Regions from separate parts of the Mus musculus genome. Here region 1 is linked to region 2. The links are chromatin contacts, called in public HiChIP or PLAC-seq maps. All regions are on one chromosome and are shown on one strand. Each heading gives the region's core, a stretch centred on a gene start, on an enhancer-like site or on the middle of the called end of the contact. The rest is flanking DNA. Distances are from core to core; before and after follow the strand shown. Region 1 overlaps Gm35991 (a long non-coding RNA gene). Region 2 has its middle 40 kb from the start of 4930471G24Rik.

Region 1 (6,679 bases), core at 3,172-5,671, 140 kb after region 2:
CCTGATAAATTATAAAGTCTCTGAGGATTCGAAAGCATATTTAAAAAATTCTCCTTACCATACCTTGAAAAACCAAAAGCACAGATATTTATTTTTCTGTTCTCTCTCGGTGGGGTAGGGGAGTGGACAGAAAGGTCTTCTGCGTCTCTTATTTCCTTTGGTGGGGGATTAGTTATTTGGGGGGCAATTTCAATGTCTCATTTATTTTTGTGGGGGTCCATGTGACACAGGTCAGAGGACAACCTTCTGTTTTGTTTTTATTCTTTCCTTTTTTCATTCTTTCTTTCTGTCTGTCCATCGGCCTTTTTTCTTTCTTTCTTTTTTTTCATTCTTTCTGTCTGTCCATTGGCTTGCTTTCTTTCTTCCTTTCTTTCTTTCTTTCTTTCTTTCTTTCTTTCTTTCTTTCTTTCTTTCTTGACACTCTTTCTCAGGCTGGCTGCCCAGGAAGCCCCAAGGGTCTTCCTGTGTCCGTTTTCGCAGATTCAAAGTGCACACCAGCACACCCACCTTCTTTTAGATGGATTCTAAGGATCGAGATCAGATCCTCAAGCTTGCAAGAAAGGCTCTGCATCCCCTGAGCATCACACGAGTGCATAGATTCCATCTTCTCAAATGCTATTTGGTACAGTTTTTAAAAGTGAAATAACCAATATTGTTTTCCCCCTTTCTAGTACCTTTCATTGTTCATTACAGAAAGGACCAAAGTCGTTACATGCACATAAAACCCTACCTGAGTTCTATCTCTTCTACCAATACCACCCCATGACTTAAACCGTAATGAGCAGAAGCAATGTTCACTATTACATGAATGATTCTGGCTCTGCCAGTGATGTCTGCTAAAGGTTCCCTGAAATTTGAAAATCTACCGGGAGTGTGTGTGTGTGTGTGTGTGTGTGTGTGTGTCAGTGCTGATGTGAGGTAAAGGACCAGCCTAGTCTTGGCCTTCCACATTGTCTGAGGCAGGAGACTCTTGTTTTGCATCTGGGTAATTCAGACTAGCTGACCCATGACCTTCTGAGTCTCTATCTGGAATCTCACTGTAGAAACAAGTGCTGCCGTTTCAGATGCGGGTTATTTGCCAGGTTTTACTTGGATTCTGAGAGTTTGAACTCAGGTTCTCCTGCTTATGCAGAAGTACTTTTATTCCCTGAGCCATCTACCCAGGCCTCCTCCAGGTACTGTTTAACCAAGCTCTCCAATGCATCCAGTTATGACTTGCTCTCCACAAGCTCCCCATGGGCTTGATTTACCTTTGGTTAAGAAGTAAAAGCAGGGACTAGAGAAATGGTCCAGAGAGTTAAGATCATCACTGCTCTTCTTATGATGCCAGTGGTTCAGTTCCCACAACCCACATGGTGGCTCACAACTGCCTAACTCCAGTTCCACAGGAGATGGCACCCTCTTCTAGCCTCTGCAGCACTAGATATGCACATGTTTTTTACCCTGAGCTACATCAACTTAAATTTAAAAAAAAAAAAAGAGTACTTTTGGCTCATGGTTTCAGGGGCTTCAGTCATGATTGGCTGGTTTCATATATATATAGTATATTATATAATATACATTATATATAATATAATATATAATAATGTATATTATATATCATATGATATATAAGCCTGGTGAGGATTGACTCAGCACTCGAAGCAGGGCTAGTTCATAAAGACACAGAAGCACTTTGGAGAGAAAAGGGTTAAGTGTATATATGCTGTTGCCTGATTTGGTTGTCTGTCAGAATGCATGCTCTAGGGCAAATGCTGCTATAGGTCATGGCCTTAAAGAAGAAAGAGCATTAGCTATTGAACTTGTCCTACTGGTCAACCAAACGGTCCCTGAGCAATTTCGCAGGAAGTAAAAGAAAAACAGTTCTCCTAAAGATGTTTTTTTCAGTAAAATGGCCACCACTAGTTTCCATTGCCTTTCCAGAAAGCTAGCAAAGAGCACATCTCATGTGTGACCCACAGACACTCACTCAGTCACCCTATCCTGATTGCGCCTAATGACTCTTCTTGGTTTAATGGTTTTCATTGTAACTACTAATTCTGTCCCTAATGACTCCATGATGAGAATTATGACTGCTCTTACAGAACAGAATTTCAAATAAAGAGAGGCACTGTAGAAAGAAAGAAAGAAAGAGAGAGAGAGAGAGAGAGAGAGAGAGAGAGAGAAAGAAGAAAGAAAGAAAGAAAGAAAGAAAGAAAGAAAGAAAGAAAGAAAGAAAGAAAGAAAGAAAGAAAGAAGAGTGAACAAGCCAGAGAGTGTCAGGACATAAATGTTAATTTGTTTACTTTTTTAACTTCTTTGAGATTTTTTTTCCCACAAAACCCATAAAACTAGGAGCCAGCTAGAGTAGAAGCACTTGTGGCCACACCTGATGATCCAAGTTCAAGCTCCCCAAAACCACATGGCATAAGGAAGGAATTGGCTATCTCAAGTTGCCTTTAGACCACACACACACACACACACACACACACACACACACACACATACACACACCACAAATAAATGAATACAGACATAATAATATTAAAAGTACATAAATCTAAAGCATATTTCCTATATTGGCAGTAAAGGACATGTACAACATTCCACTTGAGTTTCTTATATGTAGTTTTCCCTTCAGAAATTCTCTGTCAGGTAATGCAGTGGTCTGCTTTGTGTTGCCATCCACTTGCAAACCATGTTTCTGGGTTCCTTTCCATGAGCAGATGAAGAAGCATTTCCATGACACCGTGAAAGTGAACCACCATCTGGCAAATAACCTCGGGCATAAGCTCAGCATGTCTTGGCCTTTGAAGAGGACAGTCCCCAGCCTTCTGTAGCCATGGGTTAGTTGAATTAATTGGTGCTATCCTATGTCTAATGGTTGTTTTCAAACTAGAATCTTCCATGCCTAGAGAAAGGACTGAGAGATGGCCGAAGGGTCAAAGAGAAAAGAAGGTCTGGCTTGAGTAGGCTAAAGGAATTCTCCATGCCTCTGATCCTGCCTCAGTCCTTATAGCTTTACTAACTGAGATATGACATCACAGTTGACCTCCTAAACCAAGCCACCTTATGTTATGAGAATCTTCCACACTGCACCACAAGGAGATCATTGAAGTTGCCATTAAGTCCTTAGGCTCAACTCATCTCTGTTCCTTATACCACTTGGTTCAGGCTTTGAGCCTGAATCAAACTGTGAGTACCACTCATCTGTAGGCTCTAAGACCTTGATGACCACATAGACCAAGTGGAATGAAGCTAATGAGAAATTCTTTAAACTCACAGTTGTGAACAAGGAAGAACTATAGCCGTATGGATGATGGTATCTTGGGATTAAATAATACTAACATTGTAGGTGTGTTAAGATGGAACCAATGCTCTGACAACCACACTGCCCTTATCCACTCTTCTCCTTTTACTGTTGAAGCTGGAGCCATGTAGTGCTAAGAAGGCAAGGGGAAGGGGCTCTGGAGGTCCGGAGCCCGTGGTTCAGGTAGCCCTGAAACTCACCTTACACTCCTCATAGAAGCTAGCGATGTCTCTGTCCAGTAAGTCTGTTTGAACAGGAGTTTCATCTCCTGCAGCGGGAGCTGTTCAGTCAGGGTGTCCTCCTTCTAAGAGACTGGGCACCACTCTCCAGTCCCGTGAGCTGCTTGTAATGGTGGATGTTCCTCACGTTTCCTATTCCAATGAGAAATGTCAACATCTAAAATGAGAGAGAGAGAGAGAGAGAGAGAGAGAGAGAGAGAGAGAGAGAGAGAGAGAGAGATTGTCATGTTACATAAAACCCAGTGGCCCTCCTGTCTCAGCTTCTTAAATGCTGGGGTTACAGGTATTGACTGCCACATCCAGCTTTCAAAATGGAAGGTAGTATATTCTGTGTTTAAAAGTTCTTCTTTTACTTTAAAGGGTGTTCTTGCCCATTGAAAACAGGGCAGCATAAAATGATCTCTAAAACAAACCCAGGGAGCTGAACAAAAGATCTTCCTGGTGTTATTTCCTGCTTTTGTTCTCAGTGTTCCTTTCCTCCTAATGAATGACAGAGTAAGTGAGAATATTCAAATTTATATAGAGAATATTTAGAACTGATCAATTGAGAAATATTAGAATTTCATTATAACTTTCCAAATGAATCCACATTAGAATTTCAGGTGTTATAAATGAATACTGAATTTTATTTTTTTCTTTTTGAAAAGAGGTATGTTTCTTGGGGCTACTTGAATCACAGAATTTATTCGACCGTGTACTTCACACACAAACAAACCCGGGTGGTATCAGCACTCATAACGTAAAAAGGCCTGGCTGAAGACAGGTATTGGGGAGCCCACTCCTAATGCTGGTGTGAACACCATCCGACATTCAAAGAGCTGTTCACGAGTCTCCACTGGGTCCTGGCAGCCAGCCCTTCCCACCCCCTTCCCATTCTGCACTGCCTCATGTTTACACAGAGAGAGCGAAACTGTTGCCAGCGTTTAATACAGCATAATTTATAAGCTGAGAAGAGAACTCAGCATGCCTTCCCTTTAACAGGGAAACAGACAGACTTTCAGAAGCAACTGAAGGGTGGAGACATTTCTTGGAAACCAAGGTAACTGCTGAGTGGCCACATCCTTTCTGCCCCACAGGGTTTGCTTCTCAGAGGTTGGCAGGACCCTCCTGGGAAAGATGCCTCTGACAACCCTTCTCCCTGAATAATAGAAGGAAGAGTCAAGCTGCTGAGGCTGTTATTTCTAAAGCTCTTAATGCATTCATTGCTTCCTTAGCCTGGGAACGGCACCCAGGGGCTCTGAAATCAGAGGGTTCCCTTAAAGGGAAGGTCCACCGCACAGAATCTGTTAGGTCTGAGCCCAGAGATTCTGCAGTGTCAGAGGCTAGGGAGACAGCACCATATACTGATTACTGCTATCCCCACCCCCGACCTAATACAGCCACTGGGAACTACTCAGCTGAACATAGTCTTCTCAATGCAAGTCCCATTCAGATCTCCAGGAATCCCAACCATGAGACATCTCGAAGCATTTGTTAAAAGTGTTAAATGTGCCTTGACCTTACAGGTACCATCATGAAGGTGATCGTAGTCAGGCCTCCCCAAAATTTAAGATCCTAATTATGCCTTTTGGGGTTCCACACCCATTTAATCAATTCTCCCAATTACTGCACCAATGGTACTTCCTTTAGAGTCCATTTCCTCGAATCTTCCCCCAAGGCCTGATTACTAGCTTGTTTGGATGCTGTGCTTGAATTGGACTTCAAACAAACACATCAGCCTTTCTGCTGTATTTGAATGTCTTAGACATGCATTGGAGCCTACATCCCTGCTTGCCTGTCCCTGGAATCCATTTCTGCCATCTTAGAGCCCTGCCTGATGTTTTGCCTAGCTACCTCCTAACCATTTCAATGACAAATAAACACAGGCTCTTATAGACTATAGAGCCCTAGATTCCCCCTAGAGACGGTGCTCAGGATGGGGACCAGGTCAATTATGCTGATTATCCAGCTAATCCCTACCATTAGGATAAGCACTCTGGTATCCCAGCATGTAAGGGTAAGACACTCTAGAGTAAACCTGGAAGGTTGCTGATGCCTGGGATGGGTATGATAATGACTCTCCTGCCACATTCCGGTCCACAGACTCCAAAGTCCACAGCAGCACTCGGTCTCATGAACTTGACCTTGATCTTTGAGTTTATCCAAAAAGATGCCACCTTGGGACCCTCACAGTAGCTGGCTTAGCACCACTCAGGGACTTCTCTATACAATACCCCCTTGCTCAACCACACTGAAGCCTTCCTCGTCAGATGCTGTCTCTCCCAGAGGCCTACAACAATTTAACGTTCACAAAGACAGAAACTATCAATCCATTCTCAGGCCACCAGTGCTTTCTGATAGATATTTATTGTTATTATTTTGCAGTGGAAGAGCTGAATGAAGAAATCAATTTTTCTCTTTGGGCTTTCTATTGGTGGGGAAATAAGACAGGTCCTCACAAGACTGAAGGGCTAGGGATGTACCTATGGGGTTCTCTCAGTGTAGCACTGCCATGAGATAAAGTGATCCAAAACTTGTCAAGATGAGCATGGAAGCTCAAGCTTGGGGTGGCATTTTCCTTTCATTCCATTGTCTGGATATAATACTTGCTAAATAGTCATCCCTTTTACCAGGAAGCCTGTTAATTAAACCAAGATAAGCATGAAGTCATCTTACTACACCCTTCTGACATTGACCTCAGATGTCTCTAAAATGTAGAGTCAAAATGGTGTGTGTATGGTATGTGAGTGTGTTTGTGTGTATGCATCTCTCTCTCTCTCTGTCTGTCTCTGTGTGTGTGTGTGTCTGTATGTGTGTGTGGGGAGTGTGAGTATGTTTGTATGTATGTGTCCGTGTCTGTCTGACTGTGTGTGTTCGTGTGTCTGTGTCCATGTGTGAGTGAGTGTGTGTGTGTGTGTGTGTGTGTGTGTGTGTCTGTCTGTCTGTCTGTCTGTCTCTGTTTCTGTCTCTCTGACTCTTTCTTTCCGGAGAGGTGAATGGAATTTGAACAAAAGAACTTCTTTTTTCCTGGTTCTCAAAAAGGATAAAACTTCGAAATGTGTATGTGGTGTGTGAGTGTGTGTATTTATGTGTATATGTCTCTACCTGTCTTTGTCAGTTCGTCTGCCTCTCTCTCTCTCTGTGTGTGTGTGTGTGTGTGTGTGTGTGTGTG
Region 2 (5,992 bases), core at 2,370-4,869:
ATTCCCTTCAGAGTTCCTGGATGAATCCACAGTTTCTCAGTAATTTACACCTTTGAGAACATTTAGAACCACATAACACGCTCAGGAAAGTCACCTTTCTAGGCAAATTGAAATCAAAAGTCCGGCTGCATTAGGTTTGATCTGGGTGTCTTTTTCTCACAACTCAGGCCAGACCTGTGGCTCTGAGCCTGCAGTAGAGGAGGGGAGATCACTTCAGCTTTGAGAACTCCTCCCATGGGGTCAAGCTTTCATTTAGCTGCTGCTTCTATGGTTGTCTTTTGGCTGTCAGTTAGTGGGCAGTGGGTCTGCCATTGTGAAGAGCTTCCGAATGCTCGCCCTGGCACTATGCCTGCCCTCTCCTTCCCCCTCCTTCTTGCCTTTTGGCCCCTCCCCTGCCCTCCCATTCCCCATTCCTTCTCTTTCCTTCTTCTTTCTCCTCTTCTCCTCTTCCCATCCATTTCTTGGGTTCATCAGCCAGCATCCTCAGGTGACACACCCTCTATCTGGCCCGAGTGGCATCCTCTCAGCCTTGGTCTACAGGGGTTATCTCTATGAGGCTCCCTGCCCTCACAGCTCCTTTTACAACATGTTCCCATCAAGCTCAGTGTGAAACTCAAGCCTATTCGGGTTGAAGGAAACTCCTGACTCACTTTTAAAGCAGGCCATTGGGAGTTCCACCCCAGTCATGCATTCTCTTGTCGGATGATCGAAGATGGTGCTAGCCAGATTCGCTGATTTTTTTCCAGTTTGGCAACAGAAAGTAGTATCTATTTTTAAGAACACTGTCAAACTTCAGGGTATGCCCATAAATCCCTCCTAAATGTCAAGTGCTCCCCAGGCCTCTCTTGTTAAATACCAATGTACTAGGGCTAAAAACTTCTGGCGTTTGGATGTGTCTGTTCTGAGACTCTTTGCCTCTGAATGTATTTGAAATATCTGCAAAAGTCTCAGCAGAGCCTCCTTAACTTTGATAGGTGGGGAGAGCCCTTTCTCTCCTTCTTTATGGCAGATTTCCACCCACTCTCCCTTATTTATACAGATATTTTTCTTTTTCCATGATATAGCTCCCTTACCAAGAATTCTTGTCTTTGTCTGAAGGTTGAAGAAGTAGCTTGTGCAGAGAAAAGAAAAAAATAAATAAAACAACAACAACAATAACAAACTCCAGTTCAGTTCACTATAGCATCACCCTGGCAACTGCTTTTTGAGATGCTAGGACATCTGTTGACAAGGTTGATGCTCTATATGCTTGCTGGCCACTACGGGGAACTATGTGTGGATGCAGACTCAGTGCTGAAGAAGGAATCTGCAAGGGTGTTAGTGAGCCAGGATTTGGTCCTTTAGTTAACGGATCATTAGAGAATCGAGGAGGCTCTAAAGAAGAGGCCAGGGCAGTGGGATGAGGAACCCCAGGGAGGTTAGTGTTGGCTCACTGAGAGTTAATTGGGGTGCATCTCAGTGGTAAAGCACTTGCCTAGTATGTATGACACCCTAAGACCAAGCCCCATAGGGTCAAAAAGCAATAACCATAGCACCAGCTGAGTATCCTTGTCTTTGAACTCAGCAGCCAGCTGAATGATAACCTGGATGACTGCTTGGCTTCCTTTGGTTTGAAGCTTATGGGGAAAATCCCCAGATAGCAAGAGAATCTCAACTCTGCACCATCCTGTTACATTGGTGCTGTCCTATAGACCCTTGACAAACTTAACTGAATTAAGGTGTAAAGCTTGAGGAGAGACACCCATAAGAAAGTAGCAGGCATGAGAAGAAGGAAACCCAGACAGTGTGCGAGAACCCGATGAGTTCTATGAAAAGTCGGGCCTTTGTAACAGAGAAGACAATGAGGCTAAAGGGGAAAGAAACATCTGTGTGTTCAGTGATGATTTTCTTAGGAAAATCCTGTTGTATGCAATTGTGGCTTTGTGAGCATTTTCCTGGCATGTTCTAGGTCCTGGGTTTGATTGGCAGCACACACACACACACACGCACACGCACACGCACACGCACACGCACACGCACACGACAGAGAGAGAGAAGGAGGGAGGGAGAGACAGAGAAAGACAGAGAAGAGGAGAGAAGAGAACACCCCCCCACACACACACACACACACCCTCAATAGGATGCTGAAGCTGGCTGAAAGCAAGAGAGTGCTAAAGGGAAGGGAGGTGATAGCTCAAAAATGGTCCAAGCAAATAATTCCAGGAGGGGATCTATAAGGATGTGTAGAAGTTGGATGCTGTTTGAGTGGTGTATGGAGCAAGTGAGTGCTTGGAGTTTCTCTGTTCTGTAACAACTTAAGTATATTTGAGAGCAGAGCAGGAGTTGGCTGAGAGTGAATGGCTGAGACAGAGGTGAGAACATGGTGCCCTGTCCTCCAGCTGGGACCACTGGATCACAACTCACACAACTTGGGGACTGGCTTGGAGATGAGGAAGTTCTTTTCCCTTCCAAGACTGAATGATGATGTCTGAGTATTCATGAGAGTGTGAGAGAAGCTTAATTAAGCAAAAGGAGTAGTTGACAAAAGGAAGCCCTTCTTTGGCATTCTATGGAAGGAGGAAAAGACGGAGAGACAAGGAAGCTATAATGGAGAATAGTGAAGGGAAATGCACAAGAAACGTCTAGAATATTCCACGGAGAGTGGAAAAGAATTTTCGGGGCTGAATTATGGGTTCTAGAAGAGGTTCTAGATGGGTGGGACGTGAAGTTGTTGGTAGGTCTGGAAGCTGTGATCTCACCTGTGTATGCCGCAGGGCTAGGGAGAGAAGGCAGAAGAAGGTAGCAGATTTGCTCTGGAGAAGAAAGATGACAGTGGTTAGCCACAGCCCCGGGAAGGAGGGGAAAACGGGACAGAACAGAGTGGCTAAAGACTTCAGGCTGATGGGAAGGATGGACGGGACATCAGCATCAGTTACGAGGTTCAGAGTAAACGGCAGATCTTTGATATGGGAGGTAGATTGTTTAACTTTGCAATGAGAGGAGAGAATGGAATATTAGTTTTTCTCTGAAATGGAAACTTGCTCGTGTGGCTTGCTGAGGTCCTGGAGGAGCTGTCTGAGATGTGACTGAAATGGGAAGTCACCAGGGGTACAAAGCTGCGTTGGCTTTGGCTTTTGATCTGAGCTACATTTCAACAGAACATTTCACTGAAGAAATAAGAAAGGAAAGGCTAGGGCCTGGGATGAGAACGGAGCCCCGTGTGTGGACCTCTGCAAATGTGTGTGTGTGTGGTCTTTGGACAACAAACATTTTGTTTTCAGCAAACAGCTTGTATCTTGTGCTTCCTTAATTTAAAAAAAAATGAGAGAAATACCATACACAAAACAGCCTGTCATTGCTGGCCTTGGAGGAAGAAGGCAGACCACTGAGTGTTTTTCAATCCTCAGTTCCCCGTGCTCCCTCTCACAGGAGAAAGAAACTCAGAGCAACAAAAGGTGCTCAAGAAAGGTTCTTTCAGACAAAATTTGGTGGAGATTAAAAGAGGCCAAAAGTTCAAATGAGAAGGAGGCACCGCCAAGTAAGCAGGAGCTGAGCCAAGGGGAAGGAAAAGGAGTGACTGGCTTAAAATGCAAGTAACCATGGCGAGCCTGCGCTTCAATGCTAGAATCTGGTTGAGAAGCGATATCACACAGAGCCCTGGTTGTTTATTCAAAGCAAACCATGAGAGAACAGTTGTCTCCAATGGGTACCCGCACAGCTTGGCTCCAAAATTATAAGCACACTTTCAAAAGCATCCAGGGCTTCTTCCCGACCCTTTAGTATTAAGCAAAATGAAAAAGAAAGCACCGAGCGTACTGTCCGTGTCTCCGATGGGCTTGCTCACGCTTTACATGTGGGCAAGCCTTCTGGATGTCAGATGCTGAACTGGTGTTCCCGCTACTCTACTTGCAGATGCCACTGGAAACTTGGGCTGACTATGAGTAGTGTCGTTATTTCCCGAGGTTCGTAGAATGGTGCCTCTTCAGAGGGAGAAGAGCTTTGAGTCGGCTGAAGGGCTACAGGGATAAAGACGGAGTGTTTAGCTGGAAGACTCAGATACACCTGATAGAATACAGCAACATACTCTGCAGAGGACAGAAATGTCACACACACACACACACACACACACACACACACACACACACACACACACACATACACACACACACACAGAGGGCACTCTTTCTAGCCTGGATAGTTCATCTGGAATAGAGGCCTCCACCATTCTCATATGGATGATGTCATTATCAATGTCAAAGGGCTTTTGGAAGGGAGAGAGGTCTTCTGTAGCTACCTAAGGCCCTGAAATTGAAATAAAAGCTCCTGAATTGTTTGGCCCGTCTGTTTCTTCGGGGTAGTATATTCACTATTTCCTTCAGATTAGAGTGGTTACTACTCCCAAGCCATTAACAACTACAGAGCTCAAAGTGTCATAAAATGAAGCACGTTGGCCATGCTTGGCCATATAAAAGGAATATGACTGGTAGTTTCTGCTCTGACAGCAGGGGAGTTTGTACAGTACTATAGGAAATCCTGGTTAATGGATCCAGCCTAGCCAAGAGGGCAATGGCTGCCACCCAAATCCAAGAGAACCAATGTTACAGCAATTAGATTTAAAGGAACATGGACTCTCTGCATCCCCTTTCCAATCTTGAGCTATCAGAAAGCTTGAGTAATAGGAGTATTATCTGAAAGTAAAGAAGTATATTTCAAAGGTCGACTTGATGGTTTGACAGAGCAGCTTACAGGAAGGGAGGTCATCTTGTTCTGGGTCCCATGAACTAGCAACGTGCTCTAGCACAAAAGATAAAACCCTCTGGCATCGGAGTAAGTGTATGAGGAAGGGGAATTATTTCAGTTCATAGTTTGTGGTACAGTCCATCACTGTGGTGGCAAGAGCAGCTTGAGTTATGGTGCAGGAGCGTGAGGCAGATGGTCACACTGTGTGCCCTGCCAGGAAGCAGATGGATGCTGGGTCCCAGCTCAAAATTGCCTCTTTCCAGTTTTATTCAATGAAGTACAACAGCCAATGGGATGGTACCTACTTGCATTCAGAGTGGGTCTTCCCTCCTCTGTTAAACCACTTTGGAAATGTCATCACAGATATATCTAGAGGTGTATCTCTTTGGTGATTCCAAATTCACTCAAATTGGCAACGGTGATGAGCCTTGTGGTAATGTTTCTTAGTTTATCCATTCTCTCATTCCCATATAACACCCTGACATTTACTCTGCATAGGTCTGTGTGGACTACATAAGCTAGGAATGCAAGAAGAGAGAGACATTGTGTCTAACTATCTAACCATGTAAGAGAAGGAGTGGCATGGTGGAAACAGAAAGGAAATAATCAGGAATGTAGTAGAGGGGAGGTGATGGCCTGGTAGATCTGAGAACTTCCTGTTCTCAAATACAGAATGACATGTACAACTCAACTGCCTGTTTCCCCACTGCCAGATCTTTGACCTTGTACAGGTTACTTAATTTCCCTGTGCTTCTAGTGTCCTTGAGATAAAGGACCATGGTAGTGGAGGAGCTCTGTAACACCGATGTGGGGATTAAGAAATGGCAGAAGCAATGAAGCAATATCTAGCATAGAATATGCTCTATTACAAAAATTAATGTATAATGAAGCTATTGGAATGTCCCATCCAGACAGATGTTAAATACACATTCATCCTAGAAGTTCATGGAATGTTCTTTAAAATATACCAAACTATTTCTCTCTTTCTTTCCTTCTTCCTTTCTTTCTTCCTTCCTTCCTTCCTTCCTTCCTTCCTTCCTTTCTTTCTTTCTTCCTTTTTTCCTTCCTCTCTCTCTCTCTCTTTCTTTAAATCATATTAGAATAACACTAGAAATCAATAGCAAGTGAAACCATAAAAATTAGAAAAACTTTCAGACTGAAAAACCCAATCTTGAATCATAAATAGGTTTTTGAATAAAACAGGAGGGAAATTTTAAAACCAGAAAATCAAATAAAGTGAGAGTAGAACCAACCAGAACCATTGTGATACAGC

The links. HiChIP or PLAC-seq counts read pairs in DNA pulled down with a chosen protein or histone mark.
Region 1: a contact with region 2 is called in an H3K27ac HiChIP or PLAC-seq map of neural progenitor cells, with 5 times the contacts expected there. The contact joins two enhancer-like sites. A contact is called at or near these places in 4 of 484 Hi-C or Micro-C datasets (brain, cortical glia, forebrain and 1 more) and 4 of 115 datasets of contacts at active chromatin or transcription factors (astrocytes, embryonic stem cells and neural progenitor cells).

Annotation. Positions count from the first base shown.
Region 1 is chr13:47,844,155-47,850,833 of GRCm38.p6, forward strand. Gm35991 (a long non-coding RNA gene) reads left to right here. Exons shown (of 3, transcript XR_382321.2): 2 at 2,706-2,825. It overlaps Gm52029 (a long non-coding RNA gene), which reads right to left. Exons shown (of 3, transcript XR_003950538.1): 3 at 3,315-3,685. Among named protein-coding and RNA genes, the nearest start is that of Gm35991, 3.7 kb to the left of the region's middle. Within about 2 kb of position 4,422, at least 26 of the 459 cell types and tissues checked have an H3K27ac peak or open chromatin away from gene starts, as enhancers often do. A contact at or near this core is called in astrocytes and neural progenitor cells, where this site is marked.
Region 2 is chr13:47,704,587-47,710,578 of GRCm38.p6, forward strand. No RefSeq gene overlaps it. Among named protein-coding and RNA genes, the nearest start is that of 4930471G24Rik, 40 kb to the left of the region's middle. Within about 2 kb of position 3,620, at least 19 of the 459 cell types and tissues checked have an H3K27ac peak or open chromatin away from gene starts, as enhancers often do. A contact at or near this core is called in astrocytes and neural progenitor cells, where this site is marked.